Linked DNA regions of Hordeum vulgare: region 1 is linked to region 2. Evidence: chromatin contacts called from public Hi-C data. All regions are on one chromosome and are shown on one strand. Each heading gives the region's core, a stretch centred on a gene start, on an enhancer-like site or on the middle of the called end of the contact. The rest is flanking DNA. Distances are from core to core; before and after follow the strand shown. Region 1 holds the start of LOC123444456 (SAP30-binding protein). Region 2 holds the start of LOC123444455 (CBL-interacting protein kinase 19-like).

What was found. A called contact is a pair of places that touch in the nucleus more often than the background predicts.
Region 1: a contact with region 2 is called in a Hi-C map of seedling, with 4 times the contacts expected there. The contact joins the promoter of LOC123444456 here to the promoter of LOC123444455 in region 2. A contact is called at or near these places in 1 of 6 Hi-C or Micro-C datasets (seedling) and 1 of 1 datasets of contacts at active chromatin or transcription factors (embryo).

What each region holds. Positions count from the first base shown.
Region 1 is chr3H:495,593,639-495,600,152 of MorexV3_pseudomolecules_assembly, reverse strand. It overlaps LOC123444456 (SAP30-binding protein), which reads right to left and starts at 1,534. Exons shown (of 8, transcript XM_045121167.1): 1 at 1,002-1,534; 2 at 846-903. The coding sequence starts at 1,433. LOC123441921 (arabinogalactan protein 16-like) reads left to right here and starts at 1,916. Exons shown (of 2, transcript XM_045118090.1): 1 at 1,916-2,033; 2 at 2,123-2,229. The coding sequence starts at 1,916. The coding sequence ends at 2,229.
Region 2 is chr3H:495,276,575-495,283,110 of MorexV3_pseudomolecules_assembly, reverse strand. LOC123444455 (CBL-interacting protein kinase 19-like) reads left to right here and starts at 4,875. Exons shown (of 2, transcript XM_045121165.1): 1 at 4,875-6,536. The coding sequence starts at 5,030.

The sequences.
Region 1 (6,514 bases), core at 285-2,784, 320 kb before region 2:
TGAAACCTCTAAAAAGACTTATATTTAGGAACGGAGGGAGTATGTCGCATGTCACCTATTTCATATCATTGTGACACAAGCTAACGTTATCTCGCAGTTTCAGTGATTTGAGTACTTGTTAGATAATTTAAATACGTGTTTCTCTGCTTGAGTTATTTCCGCGCATGCAATATGCAGTTGTACTAGAGCATTACGAATGAAACCATGTATTATAGACATTAGCAATCAGATGAGATACCAGGTACAAATCTGAAGCAGATAGCACATCAGAATCAGATATCAGTAGCTTTTATGGACTTTTGCCCCAAATATTATAAAGTGTATTTGCTATCTGGATCACACGATGTGTGTCATCTAAAGTGTCTAACCCAGAAAGAAATTACACATTCAAAACAAGAAAGGTTGTGTGCTAACAAATGACTCTTTAGCCAACAAATTAACTAAATAAGCAAATATAGCATAATCATATGTTACATTTTTTTATTTTAATTGACCCATCGCTAAAGAAAGAGATTTCCATCTTACTGCCTTATGAATAAATGATCATACTCCATGAGGGTTACTAATTAGACCTATAGTAGTGTTTCAGGTTTTCTGGTGTGCCTTATCCATCTGTCATTACAGCTATATTTCGTCATATCTCTAATTCATGTTCTTCAGATAGGATAAAATGTATACTTGAGGCATAACCACAATCACCAACACCCATTGCAATCGGCAACATTGAACAAGCAAAATTCTAAGTACCACCACTTCATCAAACTAACCAGACACATTAATTTTTACTGGAACGTAGGAATGCATACCGAACATAGCACACGGTAACAATTATACAGCATGCTTACCCTCAGCATCCTGAGCATCCGAGCCCAAACCGCCTACGCCACTCATGATCTCCCCGTCCTGCAATCAAACCGCAAGTAACAACGTCATCGTCAATTTAGAAAAGCAATAGATTACAGCAAAGCATTACTAACAATGACATAATCCCCCAGCTCTACCTCCTGGTCAGGCGACATTGCCATCTCGTCGTGCGCGTAGTCCACTATAGCAAGCGACCCGCGCCGTGGCGGACGCGGTAGATCGGGCGGCGGGGCGGACACCGGGGGACGAGACGGGGAGGGGGACGAGACCGCAAAAGGCGGGGGCGTGCGGCGCGAGGGCAGGGGCGGAAGCGCCGGCGAGACCTGGGGGCTCGCTAGGGTTTTGCGGCCGGCCTGCTCCTCGGGGAGGGGAGGGGGCGAATGCTCCGGCGAAGGGTCGGGGTTCGAGTTACGGTTGGAGCTCTCACCTCCGGTTCGAGGTGACGTGGAGGGGGAGGTTGCCGCGGCGGGCGGCGGCGGGGAAGGAGGTCCGGGCTCGTCGGCGTCCTCTTCGTCGTCGTCGTTGTACATGGAGAACAGCGCGGCTATGCCCTCGGTATCTGACGCCATGGCGAGGAGGAGGGAGCGGAAGGAAGGGGCCGAATTTGGGGGTGAATCGAAGGCTCTAGGGCGCGGGGAGGAAGAAGGCGAAATACTATTGCAAAGAGTATGTAGGAATTAGGGGGTACCAGACGACGATGGTCAGGCGGTGACGGCGCCAGGGCCCACCCTCCAGTGTCCTTTCAAGAAAACTTCGCTGGCTAAAATCGGACACATTATTTGCCCACGCACACGAATACGCGAGATGACCACCGTCGCATGGCCAAAACATCTGTCCTGTCCAAAAAAAAAATCTGTCTCAAGTTTGAACACTCTGATTTTTTTTAATCTCTTGAACACTCTGATTTTTTTTTGGAAAACGCTCACCGTCAACCGACTGAAAAGTAACGCCGCGTCCGCCGCCTTCTTTGCGCCGCAACACGTGTCCAGATGGGCCCCACACGTCTTCATCTTTCTGATTCCTGAAACATCTGAAGCACATCGTCAACCGCATGGCGAGAACCCTCTTTGATTTCGTCGCCGCCATCGCCGCCGCCGCGCTCCTCCTCGCCGTTCTCATGCCGGCCCTCGCCGCCGCGCAGGCCCCCGCACCGGCGCCCACCAGCGACGGTGAGCCATCAGACTCTAGCGTATTCCCTTTTGAGTTGCTTCTTCCCTTCTGAATTTCTTCTCACTTGTTTTCTTGTCAATACGCGCAGCGTCTTCGATCGACCAGGGCGTCGCCTACCTTCTGATGAACGTGGCGCTCGTGCTCACCTACCTCATCCACCCGTTGGACGCCTCCTCCCCTTACAAGCTCTTCTGAGCCTATCTATGTTTCAGAAACTTGAGCGTTGTCTCATGAATTACCGGGTGACGAGCCGAAGCGCGCGCGAAGAAAAAAATCTGCAAAAAAGCGATTGTTTCAGAAACTCAAGTGTTGTCTCAGGAATTACCGGATGCCCAGCCGAAGCGCGCGCGAAAGAAAAAAAAACTGCAAGAAAGCAATTGTTTCAAAAACTCGAGCGTTGTCTCATAAATTACCGGGTGCCCAGTCGAAGCGCATGCGAAGAAAAAAAAACTACAACAAAGCGATTGTTTCAGAAAATTGAGCGTTGTCTTAGAAATTACCGGGTGCCCAGCCGAAGCGCGAACGAAGAAAAAAAACTGCAACAAATCGATTGTTTCAGAAGCTCAAGAATTGTCCTAGGAATTACCGGGTGTCCACCGAAGCGCACGCGAAGAAAAAAGACTGCAGCAAAGCGATTGTTTCAGAAACTCGAGCGTTGTCTCGGGAATTACCGGGTGCCCAGCCAAAGCGTCGCGCGCGGATCGGACGGCTACGCATGTAAATCAGACGGCTATCAAGGTGGATGATATTTTCTAAACATCACCCGACGGATGCGTAGCAACCCCCTTTTTGTGATAATAGAGGTATTTATTCCTCTGAAATAGCGTTACAATTTGCTCATACAAGCTCTTTTATGCTGTTTGGAACCTGGTGCAACCAACAAGCACCGCTACCTCCACATCTCCTTACATTAGCTAGACTACGAGCAACACTATTTTGTTTACAATCATTTCTTAGCGGAACAAAACCCCGAAGTTGTAGTAACTTCTTTATTTCAGTCATGAGATGTCCATGGACAGAACGATCGAGCGAGTCATTCATCAAGGCTACAGCGGTTGTTGGGTTATCTGATTGGACAACCACTGGGAGATTAGTGCGTTCCAAGCACGTAGATAGACCTTCCAACATAGCATTGATTCCTGCCTCAATAGCATCCTTGCAATGAAACAAATATCTAATCGAGTCGTCACAGTTTCGAAGCACCATGACGGTACTTGCCTCGCGTGTCTGTGGAAAGAGAGCTCCGTGCACCGAAAGCGGCGTCCAGCCCGTGGGAGGTTTGGGCCACGGTCTCTTCGGTACTCGAATAGGCGGTAACCTGATTGGTATCTCCTTCATTGGTTGCTTGGCCTTGATAATGTCGTCCACACTGATTCGTTGCGCTTGATCAAAATATGTAAGGTAGCTCCTCAAGAAAGCGTGAGAGACTTGCACGGGTGGAACCACCTTCCCATGGACTATGTCATTGCGCAAACTCCAGATTCTTCATAGAAGCATGATGATCATCGCCCTTGATTTAGCTGTTTGGTCACCCGGGATGTCGAACAGTCATTCAGACCCTGTGTTGATCAATTTCTCCTTGTGAGGTAGCTGCCATTCTTCCTTCATTTCTCCCCAAATGCTTCGGGCATGTGGACAAACTATCATCGCATGGAAAGAATCCTCCACTTCAGAACGCAAAGAGGACATCGTACATGCACATTAAGGTGTCGCCTTGCCTTGCAGCTATTCGTGAGGAGGGCATCAACCACAACCTTACATGCGAAAGCCCTCATTTTGGGTGGGACATTTTCCTTGCAGATCATGTTCTAGCACGGTCGGTCACCCTCTCGTCGTGCACCAGTGGCACCTGCATTATGTGTTGGAAAATGCTCGTTCATCACCAATTGGTAGGAGCTCTTTACAGACAAAACCCCGTATCTCCGTGGATGCCAAGCGATAAAGTCCTCCTCTAGGCTGGGCGAAGTTCTGATAGAGCGAATAGTGCAAACATTTACTGGCCCGCTCCATCGCGTGTGTGCGTCAAGAAAGTGAGCAACCCTTTTGAGACGACATCTCCCCTTAGGAGTAACAGGTCACAGGGACGGGCCCCTAGGTAGCCAGGGGTCTTGCCACACTCCAACTTTCCTCCCAAACTCAACTCGCCATATCATGCCTCTTTTCACAAGCTTCGGGACGTGCTCAATACCCCTCCAGACTGCAGAAGCGTCCCCGATGAAAACTGTGTCCACTAGATCCCCGGTAGGAAAATACTTTGACTTTAGAAGTCATGCAACAAGGCTCTCAGGATGCTCTAACAACCTCGAGGCTTGTTTTGCAAGGAGAGCTTGATTGAAAGCTCACATGTCTTTAAAGCTCATACCACCCATTGATTTGGGCAATATCATCTTGTCCCAAGTGAGCCAGGCCATCTTTCGCTTCCCCTCTTTTACTTCCCACCAATATTGCCGGATCATACGAGTTAAATCATCACAAATTGGCATGGGTAACTTCAAAACACTCACCACATGTATGGGAATTGCTTGAGCCACCGCCTTAATCAGTACCTCCTTACTTGAGCTGTACATGTACCTTTTGCTCCAATCCACTAATCTTTTACTCAGCCTTTCCTATATGGCCTGGAGAACACCTTTGCTCATTCTGCCATCCGGGTTAGGTAAACCAAGGTATTTAGGCTCGAAGACCTCGTGAGAAACATTTAAAATGCCCCTCACCTCCGTGATGACAGCAAGCAGACAGTTGTTAGCAAGCAAGATGGAACACTTTGAAGGATTAATCAATTGTCCAATCGCTTCCGCATATGTATTCAACACCTTCTTGACAACAGTCGCCTAGTCTAGTCTAGCACGAAAAAATAATAAGGTATCATCCGCAAAGAGAAGATGAGAGATAGAGGGGCTCTCTGATAGATCTTCAGAGCTTCCAATCCTTCATTCCGAATGGACTTATGCAACAATGCGGACAAGGCGTGAGCAACAAAAAGAAATAAGAAAGGGGACAATGCATCACCTTGTCGCAGCCCACGGCTTGGACAGAACTTATTTAACAGTTTTCCATTGAACTTCACCGAGTATCTGACCAAACGAATGCACTCCATAACACGATTTATCCACGTCACCAAAAAAAACCATTTAGTTAGGGCTTTCTCCAAAATATCCGAGTCTAACCCGATCATACGCCTTAGATAGGTCCATCTTGTAGGCACAATAAGATTGGTCTTGTTTCATTGATTGGATATGATGGATACACTGAAATGCAATGATTGTGTTGTCAGTGATCAAACGACCTAGGATAAAAGCACTTTGATTCTATGAAATTAATTCCGACAGCAGCGGACGAAGCATGTTTACCATGCACTTGGACACCACTTTGTATATCACATTGCATAAGCTAATAGGCCTAAAGTACTTGAGGTCCAGAGGAGTGGGAACTTTCGAAATCAGCGCTATAGTCGTGTCATTAACACCCTCTAGCATGTGTCATTAGCACAGCCGCCGTCACCTCCTCTTTAAGTACCAACCAATTGCGTTGGAAAACCTATGCAGGGTATCCATCCGGACCCGGAGCCTTTAGAGGCCCGATATGGAATGATGCATTAGCCACTTCTTTTCAAAGAAAGGTGCATCGAGGGTATCATTAATCTGTCGTGTTACCTTTGCATCAATACAATTCAGCAGCTCATCCGACGATAAAGTTGGGTCATTCGTGAACTGCTCCTAGAAATAAGAATGTGCCATGCGCTCCATATCCCCCGGGGCTTTACACTAGGTTCCATTCGCCTTCCTTAATCTACGGATGTAGTTCTTCCTTGCTCGCTATACAGACTTCCTATGAAAATACCGTGTGTTACGACTGTTGGGGAACGTCGCATGGGAAACAAAAAATTTCTTACGCACACGAAGACCTATCATGGTGATGTCCATCTACGAGAGGGGATGAGTGATCTACGTACCCTTGTAGATCGTACAGCAGAAGCGTTAGTGAACGCGGTTGATGTAGTGGAACGTCCTCACGTCCCTCGATCCGCCCCGCGAACAATCCCGTGATCAGTCCCACGATCTAGTACCGAACGGATGGCACCTCCGCGTTCAGCACACGTACAGCTCGACGATGATCTCGGCCTTCTTGATCCAGCAAGAGAGACGGAGAGGTAGAAGAGTTCTCCGGCAGCGTGACGGCGCTCCGGAGGTTGGTGATGACCTTGTCTCAGCAGGGCTCGGCCCGAGCTCCGCAGAAACGCGATCTAGAGGAAAAACCGTGGAGGTATGTGGTTGGGCTGCCGATGGAAAGTCGTCTCAAATCAGCCCTAAAACCTCCGTATATATAGGTGGGAGGGAGGGGACCTTGCCTTGGGGCTCAAGGAGCCCCAAGGGGGTCGGCCGAGTCCAAGGGGGGAGGACCCCCCCCCCAAACCGAGTTGGACTTGGTTTGGTGGGAGGGAGTCCCCCTTCCTTCCCACCTCCTCTTTTTTTTCTTTTGA
Region 2 (6,536 bases), core at 3,626-6,125:
AAAGCATTTGGATTTATACAAGTGCTTGGAGAATTTGGTATTTACAAGAAAGTGAGTGGGAGCTCTGTGATGTTTCTAATATTATATGTGGATGACATATTGCTGATTGGAAACAACGTGGAGTTTTTGGAGAGTGTAAAGGATTACTTGAATAAAAGTTTCTCTATGAAGGACCTAGGAGAAGCTGTTTACATTCTAGGCATTAAGATCTATAGGGATAGATCGAGACGCCTAATAGGACTTTCACAAAGCACATACCTTGATAAAGTTTTGAAGAAGTTCAAAATGGAACAGTCCAAGAAAGGGTTCTTGCCAGTGTTACAAGGTATAAAATTGAGTAAGACTCAGTGCCCATCAACTGCGGAAGATAGAGAACAAATGAGTTCCGCCCCCTATGCTTCAGCCATAGGTTCTATCATGTATGCAATGTTGTGCACTAGACCAGACGTCATCTTGGCCATAAGTATGACAGGCAGGTTTCAGAGTAATCCAGGAGTGCGTCACTAGACGGAGGTCAAGAATATTCTAAAGTACCTGGAAAGGACTAAGGAAATGTTGCTCGTTTATGGAGGTGACGAATAGCTCGTCGTAAAGGGTTACGTCGACGCAAGCTTTGACACTGATCCAGATGACTATAAGTCTCAAACCGGATACATATTTATTCTTAATGGGAGTGCGGTAAGCTGGTGCAGTTCCAAGCAAAGCGTCATAGCAGATTCTACATGTGAAGCGAAGTACATGGCTGCCTCAAAGGCAGCAAAGGAGGGTGTCTAGATGAAGCAGTTCATGACGGATCTTGGAGTTCTGCCGAGCGCACTAAATCCAATAACTATGTTTTGTGTCAACACTGGTGCCATTGTTTTAGCAAAGGAACCAAGGTTTAACAACAAGACCAGGCACATCAAACGATGCTTCAACCTCATCCACGACTATGTCGAAGGAGAGGACGTGAATATTGGCAAAGTGCACACGGGTCTGAATGTAGCAGACCGCTGACTAAACCTCTTCGACGGGCAAAACATGATCAACACCAGAACTGTATGGGTGTTAGATTTATTACAATGTAAATCGCATGGCGATGTGATGACTAGATTATTGACTCTAGTGCAAGTGGGAGACTATTGGAAATATGCCCTAGAGGCAATGATAAATAGTTATTATTATATTTCCTGTTACAAGATAATCGTTTATTATCCATGCTATAATTGTATTGAATGAAAACATAGATACATGTGTGGATACATAGACAAAACAATGTCCCTAGCAAGCCTCTAGTTGGCTAGCTAGTTGATCAAGGATAGTCAAGGTTTTCTGACTATGAGCAAGTGTTGTCACTTGATAACTGGATCACATCATTAGGAGAATCATGTGATGGACTAGACCCAAACTATGAATGTAGCATATTGATCGTGTCATTCTATTGTTATTGTTTTCTGCGTGTCAAGTATTTATTCCTATGACCATGAGATCATATAACTCACTAGCACCGGAGGAATAGCTTGTGTGTATCAAACGTTGCAACGTAACTGGGTGACTATAAAGGTGCTCTACAGGTATCTCCGAAGGTGTCCGTTGAGTTAGTATGGATCGAGACTGGGATTTGTCACTCCGTGTGACAGAGAGGTATCTCGGGGCCCACTCGATAATACAACATCACACACAAGCCTTGCAAGCAATGTGACTAAGTGTAAGTCATGGGATCTTGTATTATGAAACGAGTAAAGAGACTTACCGGTAATGAGATTGAAATAGGTATGCGGATACCGACGATCGAATCTCGGGCAAGTAACATACCGAAGGATATGAATCCTTGGCACCGAGGTTCAACCGATAAGATCTTCGGAGAATATGTAGGATCCAATATGGGCATCCAGGTCTCGCTATTGGATATTGACCGAGGAGTGTCTCGGGTCATGTCTACATAGTTCTCGAACCCGCAGGGTCTGCACACTTAAGGTTCGATGATGTTTTAGTATAGTTGAGTTATATGTGTGGTTACCGAATGTTGTTTTGAGTCCCGGATGATATCACGGACGTCACGAGGGTTTCTGGAATGGTCCGGAAACAAAGATTGATATATAGGATGGTTTCATTTGGTCACCGGAAAGTTTTGGGCAATTCCGACAGTGTACCGGGAGTGACGAATGGGTTCCGGGTGTTTACCGGGAGGGGCCCACCCACCCGGGAGTGAGCCCAAGACCCTAGGGTGGCGCACCAAGTCCTTAGTGGGCTGGTGGAGTCAGCCCAAGAGGGCTATGGCGCCACATGTAAAAACACCAAAGGAAAAGAAGAAAAAAAGGAAAGAGGGAGGTGGGAAGGAAGAGGAGGACTCCTCCTTCCCAAACCGAATTAGAGGAGGAGTCCTCCTCCTCCCTGGCGGCCAGCGCACCCTTGGGGCCCTTGTGCCTCAAGGCTAGCCCCTCTCCTCCTCCTATATATATTGGTGGTTTTGGGCTTTTTGAGACACAACTTTGCCACGTGCAACTCAAACCTATTCCACATAGTTTTACCTCTAGATCGGATTTCTGTGGAGCTCGGGCGGAGCCCTCCAGGAGTAGATCGTCACCACCACTAGAGTGTCGTCACGCTGCCGGAGAACTCATGTACTTCTCCGTCTTGCTTGCTGGATCAAGAAGGCCGAGATCATCGTCGAGCTGTACGTGTGCTGAACGCGGAGGTGCCATCCGTTCGACGCTAGATCGGAACCGTTCATGGGAAATATCATGGGACGACGGTGATTTGAATCACGAAGCTGTACCACTACATCAACCGCGTTTCTTAACGCTTCCCGCTGAGCGATCTACAAGGGTACGTAGATCTAATCTCGTCTCATAGATGGACATCACCATGATAGGTCTTCGTGTGCGTACAATTTTTTTTGTTTCCCATGCAAGGTTCCCCAACAGGAACCGTTGAAGGAAACGATAAAGGTAGCAGGATAAGAAAAAAATATATTTTGTGGCAGGATTGTAGGCGTTGTTATTACATTATGACTTCATAGTTTTAGTAAAGTTTTGAAATATTGAGAGAACAAACGTAACATACATCATGGATGAAAAATGTATAAGTCCACAATTTTAAAAATATGTCGGTACATTAATAGAGTATAAGTTGTAGACAACCTTCATGTCATTTTGTTTGGAGGTTCTAGAGGGTTCATACACTCAAAGGAAGGAGAAGACACCTCATGTGGTTTATTTTTGTTTCATTCACTTGGACATCGTGGAATCACAATAAACTTGTGATTGATCGTGAACATCTAAGGAAGTGCTACCGTCGTGATCTTTAAACTCGGTGCTTTCATGCGGCAATGAGAGTTGTTCGCTGGCGCAAGGATCGAAACTCCATCAACTCATTTGTCGGCAGGCTTTAAAGTGTGGTTCGTTGTCTATCGGTGGTGATTTGGCGGTTTTGTCTGTTCTATTCCGCGTTCTTGGGTCTATTTACACTACAGCTCCAACAGACTTTGTGCCGAACCTATTATATATGTTGTATGTTTAGATCTTGCGGGTGCTTGCTTTCTCTATGAACGGGATGCATGCTTGCTTTTATGAATTCTTATCACTTCAGACAAACTAATATGAATTCTTGTGACTTCAAACAAATTATATCCACGACAAAAACATAAGAGGATCACGAAGTACACGCTAGCAACTTGCTTAGCAGCTATAACTGTTTAGAGTTGCGAGATCAAACATTTTGAACACCTTCTAGATGAAAATCAATATGCAACAACTGAAAGACTTGTTGTTAACAACGTAAATGCTTCAATGTTCAAAAACAAAGGCGAATTTAGTGGTTGGGTGGTGGGGGCAATGGCCCCACAAACAATTTACAGAACATTTTTTACTAGTGTATTTATATGTATATTATGTAATTTATTAGCTATTTGTATTGTGTTTTAAAAAAATGTTATCCTTTATAATGTTGCCCTACAATGATTAAGTTCCAGATCCGCCACTGTTCCGAAATACAGTAAAGTAAATATAAGGTTTGTTAGAGCAAAAGCACAAACAAACCATTCCAAAATATAGTAAAGTAAATATAAGGTCTGTTGGAGCAAAAACACAAACAAACCAAAAGGCAAAAGAAGTACACTTTCTAGGGGCAGGGTGTTTCGGCACCCGGGTGCATCTGCACCCGGGCTCACGAAAAAAAAATAAAAAGAAATATTAGAATTTTTTTAAAAATTCCAATTTTTTTTGTATTGTAGACAATTTGATACGTGCGGTCCGCTCCAAATTTTATCTTATTTAGACATTTGAGCAGCTCTCGATAAAAAAATAAAAATTGGGTCTGTGAAAAAGGTTGACTGTTTACAATTTTTTTGACCTAATTTATTTTTTTTGCTGAGAGCTTCTCAGATGTCAAATAAGATGAAATTTAGAGCCGACGTCATGCATCAAATTATCTACCACACAATTTTCTTAGATTTTGTTTGAATTTTTTAGTAATTTTTTTTGAGCGGGAGCAGTTGAGCCCGTGCTGAGAATAGGACTACCGACTTTCTTGATAGTATAGAAGCGAGTGAACAAATTATAAAACTGCTTGAGCTTCCTTCCTTTTTCGCGTGGCAAATTTATTTACAGCTGGTATACCGACTCCCAATCCACCGTTTGCTTTCCCCTAATTTTTCTTTTTAAAAATCCACCGTTCGCTTTGCTTTGCTTGGCAACAGCCAGAGCTTTACGCAAAAGAAAAAGAATATCCTCGAAATAGGGCACAAAAGCTGTGCACGAAGAGACCCCAGCAATTGGCAGAAACAAGCCCATATAAAAATACAAAAAAAATGCAAAATGCGATGACACGCGAAAAATATCTGCCCTCCCAAGCGAAGCCCAAGGCATGCTCCACGGACCAGAGAGCCATACTGCATAGAGGAGGCGGAGAGGAAAGGAAACGAGAAATAGTTTTCGCAGAGCCGTTAAGCTCCCTCCCCCTCCACTTCACCTCACCTCCTTCGAGGCCGGCTGCTCCACCTCCACCTAATCCCCTTCGCCTCGTCTTCGCCTCCCTCCACCACCCGTCCATGGCGGCCGTCAAGCCGCCGCCGCCCGACCCGTCTCCGCAGGCCGCGCGGCTGCCGTCCCCTTCCTCCTCCTCCTCCTCGGCCTCGGCGGCGGCGGCGGCCAAGCGAGGCGGCACCGGCTCCCGCGGGCTGCTGATGGGGCGCTACGAGCTGGGCCGCGTCCTGGGCAAAGGCACCTTCGCCAAGGTGTACCACGCGCGGCACCTGCAGACCGGCGAGAGCGTGGCCATCAAGGTGCTCGACCGGGAGAAGGCCGTGCGGAGCGGCCTCGTCTCGCACATCAAGCGCGAGATCGCCGTGCTCCGCCGCGTGCGCCACCCCAACATCGTCCACCTCTTCGAGGTCATGGCCACCAAGACCAAGATCTACTTCGTCATGGAGCTCGTCCGCGGCGGCGAGCTCTTCTCCCGCGTCTCCAAGGGCCGCCTCAAGGAGGACACCGCCCGCCGCTACTTCCAGCACCTCATCTCCGCCGTCGGCTTCTGCCACACCCGCGGGGTCTTCCACCGCGACCTCAAGCCGGAGAATCTCCTCGTCGACGAGGCCGGCAACCTCAAGGTCTCCGACTTCGGCCTCTCCGCCGTCGCCGAGCCCTTCCAGCCAGAGGGCCTCCTCCACACCTTCTGCGGCACCCCGGCCTATGTCGCCCCCGAGGTTCTCGCCCGCCGCGGATACGAAGGCGCCAAGGCCGACATATGGTCCTGCGGCGTCATCCTCTTCGTTCTCATGGCCGGATACCTCCCTTTCCATGACCAGAACCTCATGGCCATGTACCGTAAGGTTTACAAGGGAGAGTTCCGGTGTCCAAGGTGGTTCTCCAAGGACCTCACGAGCTTGATCATGCGTTTTCTTGACACAAACCCGAGCACCAGGATCACCTTGCCGGAGGTCATGGAGAGCCGGTGGTTCAAGAAAGGTTTCCGGCCGGTCAAGTTCTATATTGAAGATGACCAGCTGTACAACGTCATAGACGCCGAGAACGATATGCTCGACTTGGGTCTCTCTGATCCTCTTCCTCAACCATTGCCACCTCCACCTCCACCTCCGCAAGAAGTTGATGGAAATGACTCAGGGTCAGAATCGGACTCATCAGTCATGTCCTGCCCTGCCACATCGTCATTTGAAGAGCGCCAGAGGCTCCGCGGGCCACTCCCACGCCCCGCAAGTCTTAATGCATTCGATATCATATCATTCTCAAGGGGATTCAACTTGTCGGGGCTGTTTGAGGAAAAAGGGGACGAGGTGAGATTCATCTCGAGTGAACCTATGTCGGACATTATAACGAAATTGGAGGAGATCGCAAATGTGAAGAGCTTTGCGGTGCGGAAGAAGGATTGGCGGGTGAGCCTAGAGGGTACAAGGGAAGGAGTTAAGGGGCCACTAACAATCGGCGCAGAGATATTTGAACTCACACCCTCCCTTGTAGTAGTGGAGGTAAAAAAGAAGGCGGGGGATAAGGAAGAGTATGATGATTTCTGCAACAAGGAATTGAAGCCAGGAATGGAGC